Linked DNA regions of Sus scrofa: region 1 is linked to region 2. The links are chromatin contacts, called in public Hi-C maps. All regions are on one chromosome and are shown on one strand. The core of a region is the stretch at or near the end of the contact, and the rest is flanking DNA. Distances in the headings are between cores, read along the strand shown.

Evidence for each region. Hi-C and Micro-C count contacts between places; a contact is called where the count stands out from the background.
Region 1: a contact with region 2 is called in a Hi-C map of skeletal muscle, with 2.4 times the contacts expected there. The contact joins the enhancer-like site here to the promoter of LEPROT in region 2. A contact is called at or near these places in 5 of 47 Hi-C or Micro-C datasets (embryonic fibroblasts, heart right ventricle, skeletal muscle and 1 more) and 1 of 2 datasets of contacts at active chromatin or transcription factors (skeletal muscle).

The regions. Positions count from the first base shown.
Region 1 is chr6:147,139,241-147,145,700 of Sscrofa11.1, forward strand. All of the region lies in intron 1 of DNAJC6 (DnaJ heat shock protein family (Hsp40) member C6), which reads right to left. Among named protein-coding and RNA genes, the nearest start is that of DNAJC6, 13 kb to the right of the region's middle. Within about 2 kb of position 4,036, at least 40 of the 83 cell types and tissues checked have an H3K27ac peak or open chromatin away from gene starts, as enhancers often do. A contact at or near this core is called in skeletal muscle and subcutaneous adipose tissue, where this site is marked.
Region 2 is chr6:146,983,087-146,990,264 of Sscrofa11.1, forward strand. It overlaps LEPROT (leptin receptor overlapping transcript), which reads right to left and starts at 4,175. Exons shown (of 4, transcript NM_001145388.1): 1 at 4,117-4,175. The coding sequence starts at 4,132. It also overlaps a transcript of DNAJC6 not described here.

The sequences.
Region 1 (6,460 bases), core at 2,786-5,285, 160 kb after region 2:
TTCGGTCCCTGCCCTTGCTCAGTGGGTTAACGATCCGGCATTGCCATGAGCTGTGGTGTAGGTTGCAGACGCGGCTTGGATCCTGCGTTGCTGTGGCTCTGGCGTAAGCTGGCAGCTACAGCTCCGATTCAACCCCTAGCCTGGGAACCTCCATATGCCGTGGGAGCGGCCCAAGAAATAGCAAAAAAAACACAAACAAACAAAACAACAACAAAATGACCAGACATCACTTTTTAGAGAATTTATAACATCTATATCTCAGTATTTCTGCCCTTGAAAAAGGCAGTTTATGCTCAGCTTAATCTCCTTGTTACAGATTGTTCTAATTTCTTTTAAAGGAACTAGAAATATAGAATTGAATATATAATCTCCAAAAGTTTTACTGTTGGCTGAAATTCTTTTAAATTATTAAAGAGATCAATGTCGCTTTGTACACTCTAACACAAGTATATACAAATATAAAAATTTCCTTGTTCAGTATCTCAAGATGAAATTTAAAGACAAAATAATCTACCTATCACAATTAAACATATATATAATAAACCAACAATAATGTAATAAAGGGAAAAATTTAACTATAAATAATAAAACTATGGATTTCAATATGCAAATACTCAAGAAAGACCATATTAGATGACATAATAAGTAGTCAGATAACTTTACCTGTACATAGAATGAATGAGACAGGTGTGTCATATTGATGTTTCAAACCAACTGGTGCTTTGGGGTAAGTGATTTTTTCCAAACAAAATTAAGTATAATCTTTCCTGAATTTACACAGCATTTTCTTTTTGGCCACGCCCACAGCCTATGGCCATGCCCACAGATCCCTAGGCCAGGGATTGAACCTGCACCACAGCGGTAATCAAAGACAGCAGTAACAACACTGTATCCTTAACCCCAGAGCTACCAGGGAACTCCTGCACAGCACTTTTAATCCTGGAAATGTCAACATATACGTAAAACCAACTTACATTCTAGGCTCAGAAAAGTATAGAGGGTTTTCACTTACCTGTTCAGCAAACCATTTGGAAGTCGCACAGGACACAAAATAATTCATCATTGAATGGAACAGTCCAGAATACTGCCGGACATCTAGCATTGCTGGTTCTGCCCAGTGAAGGCTTCTAGAGCCCCTTGCATATTTCCAGTATGTTCCATAGGAAGCAGTATTATGCCTATTTGAGAGCAACTGGCATAGTCCAGGCTCTAAAGCTAGCTCTATCACGTCAGTCCTGAAAACTGAGAACTCACTCAGCCATTTACAGATCACCCCAATCAATACACATCATTTCCCCAGTCCCAGGTAGCAATGACAAAACTCTTGAAAGAATCTGAGTTTTCTCTAAAAGTATCACTCTCTCTAAAACTAGTCATGGTTGTTTAAAAAAAAAATTTTTTTTTTTTAATTTCCTTGTCCTCATTTCACTTTGAATTACAGATTAGAGGGATAGTCTTTTAAGTATTTAGGGCTTAAAAGTCTAGATCTGACCATATTCAAATTCCCAATCAAATTTTATAATAATTTTCAGTAAAAAAAAAAAAAATCAAGTTCTTTTCAGGAGTCAGTAAGCTACACAATGCTCTAACCCTAGTTTTACCATGTTAAAAATGTTATGCCTAATTTCATTTGTTCACAGGATGTTATGTTTGTTATTTTGAGATAAAATATAGAAAAATAACAGAAAACTTGAAAAGACAACTATTTGCTCTCAACTCCTGCAGGGAAAAAAAATGTTTCCACCCAAATTTTCAAGTTCTCCACTCCTCTTCTTTCTTATCTCTGCTTCTAAAATCTTGCTGCATAAAATACTCAGAGAACTTACTAAATAAAAGGAAAATGTGCAGCTGAACTTAACACGACTATTTTCCAAATAAACACGATCTAGAAAAATACACAAAAGCCATCGTTTTCTATGGTTCACATTTCCCTTTTTAAAAGAAGTAAATTAATTCTAGCAATAAATGATGTTGAAAATTTTGTTACAAATTCTGCAGTTTTCCCATGCTTATTCTCAAGCCCTTGCCCACAGTATGAATGGTCTGGGAGATAAAATGACCTGGGTTTTCATCCCAGCTCACCCTCACACTAGCTATGTGTCCCTACACAAAATTCTTAATCCATTTCTTTAAGTGTAAAATACCCCCAACTTTGTAGTGTTGTGACAATGTGCAAAGCACCTTGAAGAGAGCTTTTCACATACTACTTGTTCATTAAATAGGAGCTATGGTTGTTACTATAATTAGCTGTCATGTTTGCCAATACCTACTTATTAACTCATTCAACTATTTTTTTCTCTGTTGCCCCATGCAAAATTTCTTTTCAAACTTGCAAAGCATTTTAAGATGTGCTGGGTACACATTAAACAATATATTTGTGTTTAAAAGCCTCACTGGACTGTCTTAAGATAAGATGTACTGAAAAGAGGAAAAATAAAGGCATTTATTAAACCACAGCTCAATATTTACGGAACACTAGTCATGTGATGTGAACTAGTAAAAATTCAGTTCCTGCCTACTAACATCTTGATTTATTTGTCCCTGTTAACCTCTTAAAATTGTACCTGATTCTTATTTTCAGTCTTTTCAAGGAGAGCTGACTTTCAAATAATGTAAAAAAAAAAACTTTTTTTTTTTTTGTCTTTTGTCTTTTACCCTTTTAGGGCTGCTCCCGTGGCATATGGAGGTTCCCAGGCTATTGGTCTAATCAGAGCTGTAGCTGCCAGCCTATGCCAGAGCCAAAGCAATGTGGGATCCAAGCCTCATCTGCGACCTACAGCTCACAACAATGCCGGATCCCCCAACCCACTGAGCGAGGCCAGGGATGGAACCCACAACCTCACGGTTCCTAGTCGGATTCATTTCCACTGCACCACGACCGGAACTCCAATGTACAATATGTTAATGGCTTTTCTGTTGTACTTTTCAGCACAAAGACTCTAAATTTTAGATATTTATGTTTCATATTCAGGTCAGCAACTGGCACTCTGGAACCTACAAATAGCTTTCAGGGTCTGGTTACCATGGTCACAACTTCTCCTCAACATCCACACACACACACACACACACACACACACACACACTCCATCTCACATCTCACACTCTGCTTGTTGTGGTCAACACAAACCCATCTCCAAGCCCTGAAAGGATTCTTTGATCTCTAAGTAAAGTTAGCTTGGAACAGCCTTGGGGGAAAACACAATAGTTCATATCCTGTTTGAGGTCTTAGACCGCTTTGAAATTTTGAGGACAACTACTGACATCCTCATCGTATTAAAAAAGGATGTTCATCTAAAACTGCATTTCATCGATGCCTTGACAAACTAAGAAGCTATGATTGATTTCAGTGTTCCTCAAAGTCTTCTGATTGGGATTCACAGTGAGAAACAGACCTGACAGCCATAGAGCCCATATCCACATACAAAAACATAAATGTCTAAAACGGAAATTACAGGAAAGAATTATTTATGTGTCCCATAGGCAGTGGTTTCTGACATGTTCTATTCTATTTCATCTTTCTAAAATACTGCTTGAGTCTCACTAAACTGCTTTCTTACCACCTTCAAGCTGAAGAACAGTGATCTCGTCTAACGTGTGTCCATTTTAGAGATAAGGAAACAGATCCAAAGATATAAAGGGCCTGTGCTGGGTCACTAATGAGTTAGTGGCAAAACAAGCCAGAAGCTGACCATCCTGACTTCCAACCAAAGGCTCCTTCCAAATGGAAGTGAAACAAAAATTCTAAATCCCACCCCCTCTCAAAAAAGCAGCTGGGATTGGAAGCTTAAAGCATTGTGATCCACTGAGAAACAGTGTTCAATTCCAAATCATGGTGAATATTAACCTCAACCTGGGCCTCCAGTTAAGGCATTCTTCACTTTTTCTAAACCCTGCCCCTGGCTTAGCCTGATATGGCACATAAGCACATTTTTTCTTTGGAGAAACCCTTTCTCCGGTGGCTTAAAAAAACAGGAAAAGCCAACATTCTCTGCGTTCATTTAAAATATTTTGATTACACACACAGTTTTATTTGTCCATGAGAGCCTGTCTTAGCAACAGCAGTGGATAAGCCCTCTTGGCCATTACCAGGGCCATGCAAATCTGTTTCCCTCTCTGCTAAGGCTGCTTAATTAAAATTTAAACATCAAAACCACAAAGATCGATACGTGGATGTGAATGATCCAGAGCCTGTTCCATGTTAAAACTACCGACACCGGCTACCACGGCCGCTTTTAAAACCTCAAAGTGGGATTGCTTCCTTACAAACAGTTTGGCAGATTAAAATACCAGTCTTCCTACGGACATCTGGCTGTGTGGCTATGATTTGTTTGCTTGGCTGCTTTTTGTTTCTAATATGGAATAAATACAAGGCGAGAATCTTATAACACGCCAGAGTGCGTGGCTGGGGACTGGGCTGCAGAAGGCCCTGCTGGCTACCCTGCGTGCAGTGAGGACAAGGCGGGGGACCTGTGCGGTCTCACCAAGCTTCCGAGCAGCTTAGCTCCAGCGTTGGGGAGGCTCGGAGGGCGCCGGTAACCTGCCCGCTGCTGCGTGCCACCTCCACCCGAGCACCCAAGTCTGGCGGCCAAGGGCAAAGTGCTGAGGCCTCCTCAACCCACTGAGAGGAGAGGCTCCGTAGTCAGATCAGTGACCGCCCGCTGGGGAGAAGGGGAGGGGGGTAGGACAAGCCTAAAATTAGCGCAGGGGAAGCAGAGGCTGGGCCAGGAGGCGCTGAGATGGCGTCCTCTGCCGCAGCGGCTGCCCCGGAGCTTTCGCCCGGAGCCCGGCCGCTCTGCGCCCTCCTCCTGCACCCGGACCAGGAGCAGCCCCTACGCGGCACCAAGGAAGAGCTCCCTCCGGGAAACAGGATCCGGGAACACGTGCAGCCTCCTGAGACCTTGGGATTTATCGCTCCTCCCCCAACTGCGGCAGAAAATGTAAGGCGCCTCGGAACTTAAAACCCCAGAATCCTCCAGAACCCTTGTCGTTGAACTTAACATTTGGCTGGCTAATTTTAGAGAACTCTGTTCTTTGCTGAGTTTTCCTTTAAATCTGTTTCTCGCCTTCCCCTTGCCTCAAGCAGAATTAAGGATGAGGGGAGGATTGGGGGTGGGGTGGGGGGAGATGCCAAGGATCTAGGGGATGGAGGCTTGCAAAGTGGGGGAGTTGGCATCTGATTATCTCTGTAAGATCAACAGTTTTTGAAGGTCAGTGACGTCTTCCCTTTGGATCCACCTGAAAAGGTTAATGTTCATGAAAGGATTCTTGGGTCAGCGTTTTTCTCGAGAACCCAAAATGTAAAAAGTCCTAAGTATTTCAGATGTTGCAGTTCTAATAATGCATTAAAAGTCTACATATCAATGAACTATTGTGAACACTCCCCAAATAAAAGGGAGCTATTATAAGGAAATCTATGAAATGTAAATAGTGTTACTCAGCCAAGACTAAATGAAGGATGCAAAGATGTTATATTTAGTAGCACAAAAATGGAAAACTGAATGACACAATACTTGGAAAGCAGAGCTGGTTATTTTTAAAAGTCATGTTTATTATATAACTAGAATTTTTAAATAATATCTGCACGGTAATTTTAAATCAGCCATATAACACCTACTACACATGTCTGTAGAGTGACATCTTATCTCTAGCATCTTTTAGCCTCCCTTCTGCAGTCAGCCCCTTACCTTTATTTTCAGAATCTTTCATTCTCTGCTTCCTCCCTCTGCTGCAAAGGAGCGGGAAAGTCCGGCTGATTCTGCAACCCTGACTTTTGATTTGTTATTCACATACAGTCAGCGGTCTCGGGGGCGAAGTCCCTCAACGGAGGAGCACCAGGGCTCTGATAATTGCCTGCAAGTCAGTGTGCGGGGTTATAATTTTGCTTATGCTAGAGCGGAAAGGATGGGGATGAAGGCAGACGTAAACACAAATTCCAAAACATGGCATGGAACTGGATCTGGAGCCTAGGTTTGCCTTTCCTTGCAGTGGGTTAGGACACCAGTTATTTAGTGCCTCCTTATCTCTGGAGAGATTTGATTTTAGTTGAAAGAGTAATGTGTTTGCCATGAACCAAGCTTCTTCTCAAATGGAGACCTTAGCTTTGAGGGGGATTAAGAGCCCTGTGCTTGTTTCCTCTATATATTCATTCATTCAGCAAACATGTCTTTTACCTCTCTGAGGGCCAGGCTCTATGATAAATAAGTACTTGGGACTGAACAGTGAAGGAGACCAGCCCCAGGCCTCAAGCTGCTCCCAGGCCAATTCAATGCAGAGGCACACAGTGCAATACAACGACCTATGTCTGCTGCATGGACCTGGGTTATTGAACCCATTTCACCCAGGTATGAATTGGTACTCAAGGCTTTAGTGATTGGTTTTAAGCCACTGGATGGCTGACACAGAAATGGATCTGTGAAAGCCAGACCAAGACCCCTCTGTTAGACAGCAAGGAACACTCAAG
Region 2 (7,178 bases), core at 2,925-5,424:
TTGATGTAGGTATCTGCTTTTTTTTTTTTTTTTTTTTTTTTACTGTTAGGGCCACATCTGCAGCATACGGAAGTTCCCAGGCTAGGGGGCCAATCGAAGCTGCAGCTGGCGGCCTATACCACAGCCCCAGCAATACTGTGGGATCCAAGGTGCGTCTGTGACCTACACCACATCTCACGGCAACTGAGCGAGGCCAGGGATTGAACCTGCGTCCTCACGGATACTAGTCAGGTTCGTTATCACTAAGTCATGACAGGAACTCCTCTGCTCACTTTCACAACGCTCTTTGCTAAAGGTAGCAATCAAAAGCACAATACAATCTATTATCCAAATATCCTTCTGAAAAAAAAAATCCTTAATATTCAAAATTGATGAATTTTGATTGCTTCCTTTCACTTTAAGAGGCCATTTGGGGAGACTTCCTTTTTTTTTTTGGTGGTACTTATGGCATGTGGAAATTCCCGGGCCAGGGATCAAACCCATGCCACAGCAGTGACCCAAGTCGCTGCAATAACAACACTGGATCTTTGACTTCCTGTGCCACAAGAGAACTCCCTGGGGAGACTTTTATAGGACAACACCAGGGTGATTTTAAAAACATCTGGAAATATACAGACATCAGGGGAAAAGCAAGATTGTTATATTTTATATCTGTTTTCCATTTAGTACATGACATTTTCAGGGGAAAAATGTACAAAAGTAACTTTTCCCATAATATGTCACTACAGATGATCTCGTCCTCATTGGCTTTGTCACCTCCCTGTGCCTGACAACCTGTGCTGGTACCTCTTCTGGGAGACCATTCAAAGCTAGCAACCCTGGACCTCTTCCCTCTGTTTAAGGTCCCCAATCTCTCCAGGTCCACGATCGAATCTCCAGTTGAGCTATCTACCCCCTTTTTCTTTTCCAGGACTTGCATCCTTTGCCGTCCCTTAAACTTGTAGCTAGCCAGGAATCCAACTTCATCTCTTCTGTCACTCCACACTCTTTCTGGAACACCGCATTAAAACCAAAGCTCCCCAGTACCACGAGCGCCCAGCGACACTGATGCTGCAGCCCAGAGTAGGTCCTAAGAACTAGGGCTCTCCCTCCAACTCCAATCTGGACTTCTCTGTCTGGGTAGCCAACCAGGACCTCAACTTCAACATGTGCAACACTGAAACCTTCCCACCTTCTTCTCCCCACACATGCCTTTTCCTTGAAGGTTCTATCTTGAAAGACCAACATCAACCCTATACTCTATTTCCTAGAAAATCAGTAAGTCAAGGGCACTCAACCTCCGAGCCTCACTCAAACCCACTGCTAAACACTGAGTGATTGCGTCCCCTCCCCAACCCCACAAATTCATATATTAAATCCCAAGGCCCAGTGAGATGGTATCAGGAGGTGATGAGGTCAAGAGTGGGATTAGAACCCTTATAAGAGACTCTATAGAGTTTCCTTGCCCCTTCTGCCATGTGAGGACACAGCTAGTTCCTGTCTAGATAGTAGGAAGCCAGCCTTCACCAGACCACAAAGCTGCTGGTCCCATGATCTTGGAGATCCCAGCTTCTAGAACTAAGAAATACATGGGTGTTGGTTAAGGCACCCGGCTTATGGTATTTTTGTCATAGCAGCCCTAAAGCACTGAGACAACCACCTCTTCTTCTCTTAGACGCCCAGCTGCTGCCCCCGAGTAGACCTCTATCACCTCGTGCCTGCCTTCATCTCATGACTCTTCCAATCCACCCTCCACACGGCAGTGATCTCTCAAGTACATCAAGCTGGTGTCAACCCGCCACAGTTGCTTTCACAGCCCACGAGCTATTCTAGCACTCGAGGTGCACCTCGGCCCCATGTCACATGGGTTCTCCACTTAGAATAAACTCTGCCTTCCCTCCATCCTTTACCAGTTGAAGCCTCATTGGTCCTTTGAGATTCAGACCAAGGATGGCCTCTTTTGTGAAAGTGGTCCTCTTCCTCCCCGGAGCAGGGTTCAGGAATCCCATCTGTATTAGTTTCCTAGGGCTGCTATTAATAATGAACCACAAACTGGGTGGCTTTGAAGAACAGAAATTTATTCTCTTACAGTAATAGAGGCTTGATATCTGAAACCAAGGCGTTAGCAGGGCCATGCCCCCTCTGAAGACTCTAAGGGAAGTCTCCTTCCTTGCCTTATCCTAACTTCTGGTAGCTGTCTGCCTTCTTTGGTCCTCCCTGGCTTGTAGATGCATCATTCCAGTTTCTGCCTCTGTCTTCATATGGTGTTCTCCCCATATGTCTCCATGTTTAATTTTCCCTTTTCTTATAAGGATACTAGTCATTGAGTTAGAGCCCATCTAACCCAATGTCATCCTAAATTAATTACATTTGTAAAGACCCTATTTCCAAATAAGGTCAAGTTCACAGATCCAAGGCAATTAGAACTTGAACACATTTATGTAGGAGCATCGATCCACAGCTATTTGTGTTCTCATTGTACCCTAGCACACCTTAGCCATTTAAACAGGAGCACAATTACTTCCAGCTCTGTCACCCAACAATAATTTCTCATTTAACTCTTTATCCCAAGCCTCAGGCATAAAGGCATACAGTAGTCCTTCTTTAAAAGATGAACTGAATTACCTGCAAATGCTTCCTTTTCGCAGTCCTTTTTCATTTCATAGCCTATCTTCCTTTGTACCACATCACAATTTCTAACACATTCATAATAAGTAGTATTATTTGATAGTTTCCACGCATGACTAAACACAGTGTAGTCCTGATACTTGTCACTTGTCATCTGTTTTCTGCACTGGCTTACTCTTTTTTTTTTTTCTTTTTTTTTTGGGGGGGGGCTTTTCAGGGCACATGCCATACTAGTGGCATATGGAAGTTCCCAAGCTAGGGGCTGAATCAGAGCTACAGCTGCCAGCCTACGCCGCAGCCACAGCAATGAGGGATCCTTAACCCACTGAGCCAGGCCAGGGATGGAGCCCACATCCTCATGGATACTAGTTGAATTCATCTCCGCTGAGCCACAATGGAAACTCCCTGCACTAGCTTCAAATGGTTATATTACACAGAGGACAGTGTCCAAGTAAATTATGTTTACTAATTAATGCCACATGTAAAAGTCAGCCAGAAAATGCGTCTGCTGCTAACAGTTTACACACACAGATAAATTTCATCATAAACTCATGCCTGGGTACAAATACACCCGGACGAATGTTTAGGCACATGCCGATTAACTGGAGAGGGAAGATCTTTGGGTATAAATTTCAAGGCTAGAACGCCAACGTAGAAACAAGTTATGCTACTCTATTCAAAAGATCAGAAATCAAAAGGCGTCTTACCAAACCAAAAGGATGACTTCCGACCTCTCCCAGTCACATCCCCAGTCCCTCTGAAGGCACGTAGATGAGGGAACTGGTGTTTTTGGTACCCTCTTTTTTAAAATCAAATGCCCCATCCAAAAGCAAGTACAGCGCAAACACTATCTTCTTGTCTGTCCATAAATGAATAAACACTGATAAAAGGGGCGATCAACGTGCACCCATTCTCCACAGTTACGAGAAACAGCATTTCAGGGTGCTTTCTGCTGACACCCGCTTGAAGCCAACTCTGCCCAACTGGAAAAATCATTAGGAACAACATATTTCAGTGTCCCAATTCCGGGAACACTGGAGACAATGGCTCCTCTGGAAGAAATGGGAAACTCAGCGAAGTTGCAGGAAAAGGGAAGAGAGGCGTTAGGATGGACATGTCAGGAAGTGAAAACCTAGTTTAAAACTCGGCATAGGAGCGGGTGGGACGACGCTCCAAGGAACTGGGACGGAGCAGGGAGGTGATGCCTCCACGGCTAGCCAGGATCTCCCAGCGAGGGCTCCGCGTGGAGCGTCCCGGAGACGCGGGAGAAAGCACTCAGACTAGCAGTCTTGCAGAAAAAAGGGTGAGGTTGCCCGAAACACGCCTCCACCCGCACCCCAAGGGGCCAAGGGAGCAGGAGAGCTCCTTCCCACCCAGAGAGGCGAGCAGGGTGACGGGTCTGGGGGAAGCCGTTCCCCGCCCACGCGCTGAAGGCGCAGCTCCAGGCTTAGCCCGGAGCCGAGGCACAACCCCACCAAAGGACCAGCGAGCCGGGGACCTCCGGTGTACCTTTAACGCCAGCCATGTCTCCCGAGTTGGGGCCGCGGCTGCTTCCGGTTTCCTGCCGCGGCCGTGGCCCCCGCCCAGACCCGGCCCAGGGCCGTACCTTGGGTCCCAAGCCCGCCCCGCCACGCATAGCTCCACCCCTGCTGATCCTCCCTCGGCCCAACCACTCAGAGCCCCGCCCTTGATGGGCTCCACCCCCAGCCACTCAGAGGCCCTTCACTGCTGGTCCCGATCTCCTCCCGCCCGCCACTCAGGGCCTGCCCCTGCTGGTCCCTATCTCCTCCGGCCGCACTATTCAGAGCCCCGCCCTTAATGGTCTCCACCCCTCCGCCTCGCAAAGCCCCGCCCCCGCTGGACCTCGCTCCGTCCAATCAGAGCCCCACCCCTGCAGGTCCGGCTCTCCTCCCGCCCAGTCACTCAGAGCCCCGCCCCTGACAGTCCAGCTCTCCAACCTAGCCGCACAGAATCCGCCCCTGCTGGTACCTATCTCCTCCAGCCGTGCCACCCAGAGCCCCGTCCTGCTCTCTTAGGGTTACCCCGACCTTGATCCCCGAGCTCTCCCTCTAGGTCCTGAGCTTCTGCATAATTCCCGCCCTGGTTCATCCTTTTCAGAAGGAGGCTCAGAAAGGATAGGACTTGCCTGCTTCACACAACTCTTTGCAGGAGGTTGGATTATGGGCCACTTACCCCTCTTTCTAGCTGAGAACCCCTCCATTTTACGGTGCTGCTCCTCTTCGATTACTTTTTCTTAATTTTACACAGGATTGAAAGATCGAGGGGTTCGTGGAGAATCCGGCTCCCCTTGCTACATAAGTACAAATTTTCACCACCACCACCTTTCAGGCTCACTACTCTGCTTCCTTTCTCAAAACTGTACATTGAGCACATTATTGTCAACTTCTCTTTCCCTATGTTGAGTTAAAGCATTCAGGGAAAACTCTCCACGGCCCCAAACTGGAAGCCTGGATTTCTAGCTACCTTACTGAAACACAAAGCTGCCCTCAGGAGGAAGCCTCTTTCCCCTGATTGGTGAGAATTTCCTATGGGGTCAAATCTCCTGTTTCCCTTTTCATCCCCAAGCACCCAGCCGTGTCTAGGAAAACTATGTAAGGGTTTCTTGGGACCTTCCACGTCAGCCTGAGGCTAGTCTCAAGAAGGAGAAATGATTTTGAAGAAAAATGACCTTACTTCAGAGGCACAGCTTGGTCTGAATGCCTCAGGCTTAGAAGAAACTGAAAGATGGTGAGATGCAAAAAGATAAGGTGTTTGCTCCAGGGTAATGACGAGAATCAGAAAAATGCAGAGACAGTATTTGTCTCCAACTTTCCTTTTCAGTTTATGAAGCTCTTTAGAGAGAAAACCATCTTGCCAGAGGTTTTAGCCATCTCCTGAGAAAATCTGTTTTCCTCTCGCCAGATGATGTTCACTGAAAAATTGTTCTTCCACTTACCCATTTTATGTTTCCCCGAGAATGAGTCACCAAAAACAGAAAGTAAAGCCTTAGAAGCTGAGTCCTATCCCTTAACTTGCTGTTAGTACGTTACTTGGAAGAATAAGATCCATGTCCTCTGTCACACTGCCTAGGACTACAGAGGACTTTATGGGTAATTTTTTATTTATTTATTTAATTTAATTTTTTTAATTTTTAGGGCTGCACCCGTGGCATATGTAAGTTCCCAGGCTAGGGGTCTGATCAGAGCTACAGCTGACGGCCTATACCACAGCCACAGCAATGCAGGATCCGAGCCGCCTCTGCGACCTATACCACAGCTCACGGCAACGCTAGATCCTAACCCACTGAGCGAGGCCAGGGATCAAACCTGCGTCCTCATGGATACTAGTTGGATTCGTTTCCTCTACGCCACAACGGGAACTCCTGGATCAATTTTTATATTCCCTCCTTCCATCCAATTCTCTCACACTAGGAACCAGGTTTTACTATCTCCACTTTACAGATGGGAAAACTACAGCTCAAATAGTATCTCATCGGTAGGGAAGCTGAGCTCAAGCCTCCACATGTTAAATCTGAAGTCAGACAGGCCAGCACTTGAACGGTTCCCCATAGTAGATCTTAGGCACCAAGAAGCCAGGAACTGCCATAGTGATTAGAAATAATAGTCCTTAATGTTTAACAGGACAGTCAAATCCATTCAATCATTTATTTTCCCTTACATATCTATCAGTGTTTTGCATGCAGTATGTACAAAATGCTGGTCAAATTCACAAATACAGTTCACCTATGTCGTATAATCTTTCCTTAACCTTCAGAAAAGATCTAACTTCAAACCTTAGCTCTGGGTAAATCTCTCCAGGTTTCCATTTCCTGAGTGAGGATTTGTAAAACCTGCCTCTCAGAACGTTTTGAAAATTAAATGAGAAAAATTTATATAGGTAAGAGCACCTAGGGCAGTGCATGCAAGATAGAGGCAGTGGCTCCCAAGTCACTGCTTAAGTTAAATGCAAGTATGATGCGGCACTATCGAAATCAGTCAGTGTTGGTTTTCCTCCCTCTCAACCACCATTTCTTTACACACAGCCAACCACTCCCCTTACAGAACTTACAGTGGAAGTCTGCTGTTTTATGTATGCAGCTCTCTATCAGCCCAGGGAGAAGAAAAAAGGACCAAAGCTGGAGTTCCCGTTGTGGCTCAGCGGTAACAAACCCAACTAATATCCATGAGGACACAGGTTCGATCCCTGGCCTCACTCAGTGGGTTAAGGATCTGGCGTTGCCGTGAGCTGTGGTGTAGACCGCAGACACAGCTCAGACCCCGTGTTGCTGTGGCCGAGGCGTACACCAGCAGTCACAGCTCTGATTGGACCCCCTAGCCTGGGAACTTCCATAGGCCGCGGGTGTGGCCCTAAAAAGACAGAAAGAAAAAAAAAAAAAGCATAAACCAAGAAATCCTGTCAGATTATGTTTTGGTGCAAATGTATTATAGGTTTTTCATATTCTTTCCTCATAATTTTTCGTAAAAGTGAATCATGTCAGAAAGTATAATTCAAGCTTGTCATCATATTCCTGGGTGCAAAAATAACTTACATTTCTACAAATATTTTCGAGC